3 separate regions of the Mus musculus genome follow, and regions 2 and 3 are each linked to region 1. Evidence: chromatin contacts called from public HiChIP or PLAC-seq and Micro-C data. All regions are on one chromosome and are shown on one strand. The core of a region is the stretch at or near the end of the contact, and the rest is flanking DNA. Distances in the headings are between cores, read along the strand shown.

Region 1 (2,676 bases), core at 104-2,603:
TGACACACACACACTCACACACACACACACTCAGGGATCAAATGTGCTCAACACTGCAATGGTCTACCAAACATTCTCAGTCAACATCAACTCCTGTCAGGGAGTTTCAGGTAGGGAAGGGAAGGGGACAGAAGTAACTCCTAGGGCTGGGACTCAGGAAGCCCCAGTTGACTGTGGTGATTTGTGTCATCTGAGGTGATTTGACCTCAACCACCAGCAAGCCTCCCTGGGTTTTTTTTTTTTTTTTTTCCTGCTCCCCTCTGGCTTGTGAGGGAGATCTAGTTCATCTTTGTAAATTCATAAGCCCAACAAATGGCCCGAGCAAGTAGAGGTAGGCGCTGAAAAACTATATTGGATAGACAAGCCAAAGCTTCGTTTGTCCATTAGCCACAAATTGGAACTTGCACTTCGAAGGTGGCATCTCTCTCAGCTACTGTCTCTTAAAATAATTCCAGAGAAGAAGTGGAGGCTGAGAAGGGTCAAGTGGAAGAGACCCACTCAAAACATGGAAAGCAGTGGGCTCCATGAAGACATGGAGCTGGCCAGGCCCACAAGTAGGGCGTCACTCCCAAGCCCTAACTAGGAACCCAAGGAGGTTCCTCCCAGGTTGGGATTGGCTTTCCCTCTCACAGCTCCTAGCGCAGCCAGAGGAGAAAGTGACAGGAAGACAAAGTTTCCAACAGACCCAAGTCCTAGCCCAGGAGGGAAGGGCACCTGAGAAGAAGCGGGCTCGAGATAGGCTCGACCTGAGGCTCCTGTCCCGTCTAAGTGCACCCCACAGTCCTCTGGGAGGGACCCAAGGAGGGGCGGGGCGCCCCAACTGTTACTTACAGTCCTCTAAGTCATCCTGCAAGTCCACAAAGTACAGAGGGATCTCTGAAAAAAAATCAAAAGACACACAAGGAGCTACACGGGGCTGCGCGGGCGGCGAGTCCCGGGCTCGTGCGGAGGTGGGGTGAGGGGGGCTCTCGGGGAGGGGAAGGGGAGCCGTCGGAGACCCCTGAGCCTAGACCCCACTCACCCGCCATCTTAGGATGTGCCAGAGGGCGGGGCTGGAGGCGGGGGCGAGCCCAGAGGCCACGCCCATCCCTCGCGCTCCGCCCACCAGCCTGGCCTCACTCACCCGCCGCCATCTTGGGACGGGTGGAAGGTGGAGCTAGAGGCGTGGTAGCTTCAAGATTACGCCCCATCCCGCCCCGCCCACTCCTTAGAGAAGATGGGGCTGAGGCGGAGCTGGAGGGTGGGGCGACGCTGAGGCTCCGCCCATTGGTGCTCCGCCCACCCGCCTGTGAGCTGCGAGCCGGCCGCCCCGCCCTCGCGGAGAAGGTGGCTGCCGAAGTGGGCGGGGAGGTCAGGTGACCCAGCTGGCGTCCCAAGATGGCGGCGGCGGTAGCGCCCGGGAGGCCAAGGCGGTGTCCCGGCTGTTGAGGTGACTCCGCCGGACAAGTGACGGGGTCGGCCGGACCGGAGGGCGGCGGCGGACGCACGGCCGCCCGGAGTGCTCGGCCGGGACTTGGCGGTGAGGCGGCGGCGCCGGGGGATGCTGGTGCTGGGCCGGGCCTCTCCCTCCTCAACTTAGGGCGGCGGCGGGCCCGCACCCCTGGTTCCCGGGCCATGGCGCTGAGGGAACTTAAAGTGTGCCTGCTCGGGGTAAGTTGCAGCGGGCGGGGTCCGGAGGGTCGCGGAGGCCGGGCGGGCGGGCCCCGGCACTCCAGGGCCCCTTGCACCCCTTTACGCTCAGCGCGGGACGCAGCCCCCCACAGACCCCTTAGGGCGGCGGGACCAGCAGGCTGTGCCCCACCCAAGGCCCCCAGGTGTCAGGGTGGCCCCCGGCGCCCCGGAGCGACGCCCTCTTTCCATCCCACAGTGAAGTAGCCCACAGGTAGTTTCCTTCCAACTTTGCGAGGGACACCTTTAAAGTTAGACAAGTTTCTGAAAGTTAACCCTCCCCAGCAGGGCTTTGGGTTTTATGCGCACACTTGGCCTCCTTTCAGCAATGTGGGATGGTTTTGAACTTTTGGGACGTCTTTGACACTTCTGCAAGAGTTACTTTCCATTAAAGTTCACTCTTCACTAGAACAGGGAGGAGTTACCAGGACTTTGAAGGTTCAGCTTCCGGTCCTCTCACAGTAGTTTGGCCTTTTCAGAGCCTTCTAATGATCTCCTTCCTGAGTTTCTGTTTTAATGACTGAAAAAAAAAAAATTCCAATAACTACATGGTTTTTGCCCCTTAGCAGGGTGGGGCTAGGGTTCATCCCGATTACTCCGCAACTTGGGAGCGCATAGTTTTACTGGTATATGTTAAAAGGCCAGTGAGTCCAGTCACCTTTCACACAGGACAGGCATTGAAGAGGCCTTTTTACTTTGGGAGGGAGCAGGAGTTCAGTCTTAGAGACTAAACCTAAACCTTGTACATCCTAGGCAAGTCCCGCCACTGAGTTGTGTGTCCCCAGTTTGCTTGCTTCTATTTTTTTAGCAGGATCTCCAGAAGTTGCCCAGGATAGCCTTGAAATCTCAGCCTCAGCAGGCCTTGAACTTGGAACCCTCCTGCCTCTGCCTCCCAGATTTGCTAAGATCGCAGTCCTGTAGCACTAGGCCGTCGTAGGTCTTTCCGGAGGTCCTAGTGTCACTTAAGAACTGCAGAATCCTTCCCCAGTACTTTCAAGATGGTTTCTC
Region 2 (2,676 bases), core at 71-2,570, 46 kb after region 1:
GATACTGAAGATAGCCATGAATATGTTTTTGTTTTGGGGGTTAACACTTGCTATGAAGGCTGGTGACACAAATTCGATCCCCGAGTCCTATATAATGGAAGGAGAAGAATTCTACAGGTTGTTTTCTGATACACGTACACACACACACACATCAATAAATGTCATAATTAGAAAAAATATTCTGAGCATCATATTATGTAGAGGATAAGCAGAGCACTGTGCAGCTTTAGAAAAGGAGGGTCAGATAGAATTTAGCCCGCGTCTCAGAGGGATGACCTCAGTGAATTTCCCGTGGCAGCAGAAAAGCTTGTCTCGACTTCCAGTAATAGAAAACCAGGCAATTTGATTATCTGATTTGCCAGAAATGTTAATGGAATTCCAGGGCATTTGTCCTGTTTTATGTGCAAATGAAAGTCTGAAAAATATTAGAAGGATACTACACTTCTCAGGGGCCTCCCTTCTGTATCTCAGAAGGTGATGAGCGAGGACCTGCTGTGATGAAGTTCATTAGATGTGCTGCGAAGGGCAGATGAACAGAGCTTGGAATCGCCGTATTTCTCAGCCCGTCCTTCAGGGCGCTCTTAGCATGGAGGAGAGTGATTTACTCTCTGGAGCTAGGACTTCCACCAGCATGCATCACGTTTAATTTGATGGTCTGTACTATCAGAAATAACTAATATCTGTGTTCTTTCCTCTCAGAGAGCAATCAATTATAGATGTGCTAGAATATTTTGGCTTCAAAACAAAAGGATTCAGAAGTTTAATAATAAAAAAAAAAGTCTCAGGCCTTCCATCGGTGCCTTTTTATTATGTTGAACATTTTAGATAGCAAGATTGGAATATATAAATAGTAGATGGTGAGATTAAAATTATAATGTCTAACAAACTTAAGAAAAAATGTTTTAATTTGCTGTGAGTTCATTTTATGGTGCCCAGTGCCTCATCAAAATGCTACATAATTACAACAAGCAAAAACCCAGCTAGCTCTCCATAGACAGGCCTTAAGCGCCAAGCTCTATCTGCCGATTAATGGGGAGTCCTAAGACAGCAATGATTTTTTTAAAGAGCCTTCTTTAATTGACAGTTCTCAACCACGGGTCTTAATGTCCTTCTTAAGCGCGACGTAGAAACAGCCTGCTGGCTTCCGAGTGCCACTTCTTGATTCAGGAACTTTCCAGTGTTTCGAAGCAGGCTGTTTACTGCAATCCATTGGAGGGAATCATCTTGAAAATAGCATGTTACACACGGGGAACTAGCATTGCCAAGGAGCCGCCAAGCATCAGAAGGCAAGCTGTGTGCTTCAGCCACCGCTCCATGAAACTGGGCTTGCTTGAGCCAGCTGCTCAGTGGCTGCAGTCTGTCCCATGCTCCCTACTCCAGTGCCCACAACACTGTTGGCCTTAAACACTAATCCTCACATTGTTTGGCCATCGTTAACACTTGGCATTTATACTTAAGTAATCCATTTTCCCCCTCGGAAAAGCTTGGAAGCAAGGCCAGAACTTGGTTCCCACCCATCCCTGTTTGAAGTTTACTGCACAGTACATGAAACTTTCCCAACTTGGGTCATGCCCGTGATATCAGACAGACCAGTCAGCTTGGTGGGGGAGGATGATTGGCAGCCAGGTAGTCAGAGCAGCTGATCGAAGCTCTATTTTTAAACCATTTGTTAGGCTGTTGTAGACAGAGCTTTATTGCCCTGGGAAGGATTTTTTTTTTTAAACTCGCCCCACTCAGTCTTTCCATCATTTTACATCGTGAGTCACTCACACGGTCATCAGTCACCACCCTGACGTTCAGAAATTACAACCTGCCTTCCACAAGGATTGGCGCAGAATTCTCCCTCAGGCTCCCTGCGTGCGAGATGTACTCTTCTCTGTAGGGGGAAAGAACCCCCCAGGCCTTGTAGGAGGGCAGTGGGCAGCATGAGCCTAAGAGGCAAACACAGCTACAGTGACAGAATGCGATCTGTCACTGGTGATAAGACGATGGGCTGAAGGATCAGAACTCCACGGAGTTTATGAGAGAGCACTTGTCCAGGAGTTTGAAAGTCCAAATCAGACATCTAGAGAGAAAAGACAATCTAAGCCCTTATACCAGCAATCCTTTTTGTCTCCTAAGAGTGCCATCCCTTGTCAAGATCCAGTACCAGGAGTAAGCGACCTGTGCCTTTTACAATAGCATCTATTTGAAAATGCAGTTGCCCCTGGTTTCCCAAGCCTGGTAGCACTCTGAATAGCTGGAACTTCAAGCCGAGGTGGCTTCACACCAAATGACATACTGGCTGCTTACCTGTGACATAATACTAGGATGAGGATTTGCCGACGACTATTTTTGCAGTCTAACCTTGGGCTGGACCTAAGTCTATAAACTGTATGATGTCTGTTTTGTTTGTAAATGCCAATTAAAGAAAGCTCAGCCGTTTGCTTTTTGTTGTAAGATTTCTCTTTTGTGTACTTCTGTTTGCAGGCAGTAGGTCTGGCACGATTTGGAACAGCCTTTCTTCAGCTTGGCTTCAATTGTATGCTTTTATAGAGTGTGGCATGCTCTGTCACTAAAAACTTTGTGTAAAGAATGATGTAAATATTTTGTTAATAAAATACTATGTTTACAGAGGCGTGTTTCAGCCTCCAGTATTTCTCTGTGGCATTCATTACGTCTCTTTTTGTTTGATTT
Region 3 (2,676 bases), core at 73-2,572, 35 kb before region 1:
TAATACACTAAGGAAATAAATTAACATGGAAGACCTGCACAATGCTTCCAACCAAATTAACCCAATTGATACAAGTGTTTAAGATACTCTCCCCCAAATACTGGCACACAACATTCGTTCTAGACAGAACACACTGAAACATAAATAAGTAAATTTTTAAAAATAAATAAAAAATAAAGAACTGTAAAATGTTGGTTCTTTGACCACAAACAAAATAAATCAAAGCAGGAACAGTAGAGAGATATTTGAAAATTGTTTATGTATTTGGCAATGGCAGCATGGATTTGTGAGTACTGACTGGTCAGCAAAGGGTATTAGGAGTGCCTGCTGCTGATGGGGGGGGGGGGGGGGGGGCTCACTGCCTGCTGCTGTTGCTGGGCGGGCTCACTGCCTGCTGCTGTTGCTTGGCAATGGGTGGGCTCACTGCTTGTTCAGCACGCTGCACAGTAAGTTCAAGGCTAGCCTGGGATACCTGATACTACATGTCAAAACAAAAATTAAAACATACTACAAACATGCTTCATGCTCACTTGTGGGTAAACCACACAAAGACTCTATTAAAAAAAAACAATCTAAAGAGAAACTTACTCACTACTCAGGAGGCACTAGGGTTTGTGTGTAAACTATCCCCAGAAGTTGTGTATGTGGTGTGTGGTCACTAGATTGAGGTACTATTCAGAGTGGAACCATTAGGTGGAGAGGCCTAGTGGAAAGAAGTTTAAGGCTTCGGGAACAGGCCCTGGAATGAGTTGGTGAGAAACCAGTCCCTTCCTGTCTGTCTTTCTTGTCTGACCCCCATAAGGTATATGGCTTTGCCCCTGTCTCCTCCATCATTTATCTGTCTTACACCAGGCCCCAAAGCAGTGGATCTGCCTGAGCATGGACAGAAACCTCTAATACCACAAGCACAAACACATCTTATCTTTCCATGGATACGTCCTCAGCATCTGTCACCGAGGAAAGCTGGCTGACTAAAGAACAAACTGTACAAGGTAAAAGTGTAGATGTCACCAAAGGAAGGAAAAATGATAATCTTCTCTATGGAGAAAGCACACAGGTTTTATTGGGACATAAAACCTAAATAAATAGAAAGGCAGGCCACATTTATAGATTGGATTCTCAATATTATAAAGATGACAAGGTCCTCCAAATTGACAAACTGATGCTGTGTTTTGCCTTATTTTGTTAGGACTTGATGTGTTGGATTTAAAATCTATATGGGAGTCTAAAGGACAGAAATGAGCAGAGGCACCAGCTGAGCAGGGCTCTAACTGTCAGGAAACAGGAAATCATGGTGCACAGCCACAGCAGGAGGCTGGCTCCAGTGGAAAACGTGACACCACTAACTGCAGTGAAGTGTATGGCACGTGCAGGCGGGCTATGCAGTGAGGTAAGTACTCTGCAAAGCCAGCAACGTCCACTCAAGGAGGAGGCCCACACTCATTATCCACCCGGTACACAGTGTCCACAGGAGAACTGTAGCCAACTGTAGCTCAACTCCTCAAGCCTCCTACCCAGTCAACGGGCAAAGGCCAGTGCCCTCCAAGAACAGCATCAAAAGAGGCACAGCCACACGGAGCACCAGCCCAAAAGCCACTGTCTCTATGTAACTTCATGAATTTAAACTTAGAAAAAAATTAAAACTGTAAGGTAGATACTTGGGGCTAAAACTTGGCAGAAGGGTAAGAATGTGTTTCACATGAAAACCCAGCTCAGCGATGAGAGCCTGGTGGGGCGGAAGCCGTGGAGAGGAATGAGGAGCTCTGGGAGCACGTGTGCAGGACATGACCACCAAGGATGCTGGCCTCGTAAAACTGCTTCAACTCGGCGTCTATGCGTTTCCCCACCTTCTATGTATCGCATCTCACAGTGCAAGCAAGCTGTGAGATTTGTTTCTAATTTTCTGTGGATAAATATTGTGCTTGCAGATATGCACGTGCACCGTACATGACTGGTGCCTGCCGAGGCGTCGGATCCGGCAGCGATGTTCTTAACTGATGAGCCAGATATCCAGCCCCACAACCTAAGATGGTTTAAAGAAGGGTTTGCTTTTATTTTTGTTTTTGATTTTTTGGGACAGGGTTTCTTGACATAGCCTCGGCTGTCCTGGAACTCACTCTGTAGACCAGACTGGCCTCGAACTCAGATCCACCTGCCTCTGCTTTCCAGGTGCTGAGATTAAATGTGTGCACTACCACACCCACCCTTAAAGACGGTTTTTAAAGAGATTTTAGTAGAACATAAAAACAAAAAACCACCTAGCAATCTCAAAAAAAGTCAAAGAAGCATGATACAGGCTGATTTTACAAAACAAATGACCTACATACTTCAACAATGTCAAAACCAACCTTGGATCTGTAAGGTTGAGTTGGAAGGTTTCAAACGAAGAGAAAAGAAAGTAATCTTCAGGAGAGGTGGAGAGAGACCTGGGCCCAAATGGGCACTACAGGAGTGCAAAGCTTAAGTGGAGGCCATGTTGCTGGGCTACATCCTGGACAGGAAGACAACCCCATGGCATCACTGGGGCAACCTTTATTAAATCTCTATACTAGGCAACAGTATCAGCTGGGCAAGGGGGCACCGCTAAGCTCAGCACTTGGGAGGAAGGATCAGATGGCGCTCTGTGCATTAGAGGCCAGCCTACACTACAGAGTGAGTTCCAGGCTAGCCAGGGTT

Evidence for each region. A called contact is a pair of places that touch in the nucleus more often than the background predicts. HiChIP or PLAC-seq counts read pairs in DNA pulled down with a chosen protein or histone mark.
Region 2: a contact with region 1 is called in a Micro-C map of muscle stem cells, with 3 times the contacts expected there. The contact joins the enhancer-like site here to the promoter of Rab22a in region 1. A contact is called at or near these places in 3 of 39 promoter capture datasets (liver and macrophages), 3 of 484 Hi-C or Micro-C datasets (muscle stem cells and nephron progenitors) and 2 of 115 datasets of contacts at active chromatin or transcription factors (cardiomyocytes and embryonic stem cells).
Region 3: an H3K4me3 HiChIP or PLAC-seq map of the SCID.adh cell line shows a contact between it and region 1, with 10 read pairs. The contact joins the enhancer-like site here to the promoter of Rab22a in region 1. A contact is called at or near these places in 1 of 39 promoter capture datasets (macrophages), 1 of 484 Hi-C or Micro-C datasets (olfactory sensory neurons), 4 of 115 datasets of contacts at active chromatin or transcription factors (CD8 T cells, the SCID.adh cell line, double positive thymocytes and 1 more) and 2 of 9 other capture datasets (adipose tissue and liver).

Annotation. Positions count from the first base shown.
Region 1 is chr2:173,658,492-173,661,167 of GRCm38.p6, forward strand. Rab22a (RAB22A, member RAS oncogene family) reads left to right here and starts at 1,354. Exons shown (of 7, transcript NM_024436.3): 1 at 1,354-1,650. The coding sequence starts at 1,615. It also overlaps the pseudogene Ppp4r1l-ps.
Region 2 is chr2:173,704,706-173,707,381 of GRCm38.p6, forward strand. No RefSeq gene overlaps it. Among named protein-coding and RNA genes, the nearest start is that of Mir6340, 4.9 kb to the left of the region's middle. Within about 2 kb of position 1,321, at least 11 of the 459 cell types and tissues checked have an H3K27ac peak or open chromatin away from gene starts, as enhancers often do. A contact at or near this core is called in muscle stem cells, where this site is marked.
Region 3 is chr2:173,623,474-173,626,149 of GRCm38.p6, forward strand. It overlaps the pseudogene Ppp4r1l-ps. Among named protein-coding and RNA genes, the nearest start is that of Rab22a, 35 kb to the right of the region's middle. Within about 2 kb of position 1,323, at least 13 of the 459 cell types and tissues checked have an H3K27ac peak or open chromatin away from gene starts, as enhancers often do. A contact at or near this core is called in the SCID.adh cell line and double positive thymocytes, where this site is marked.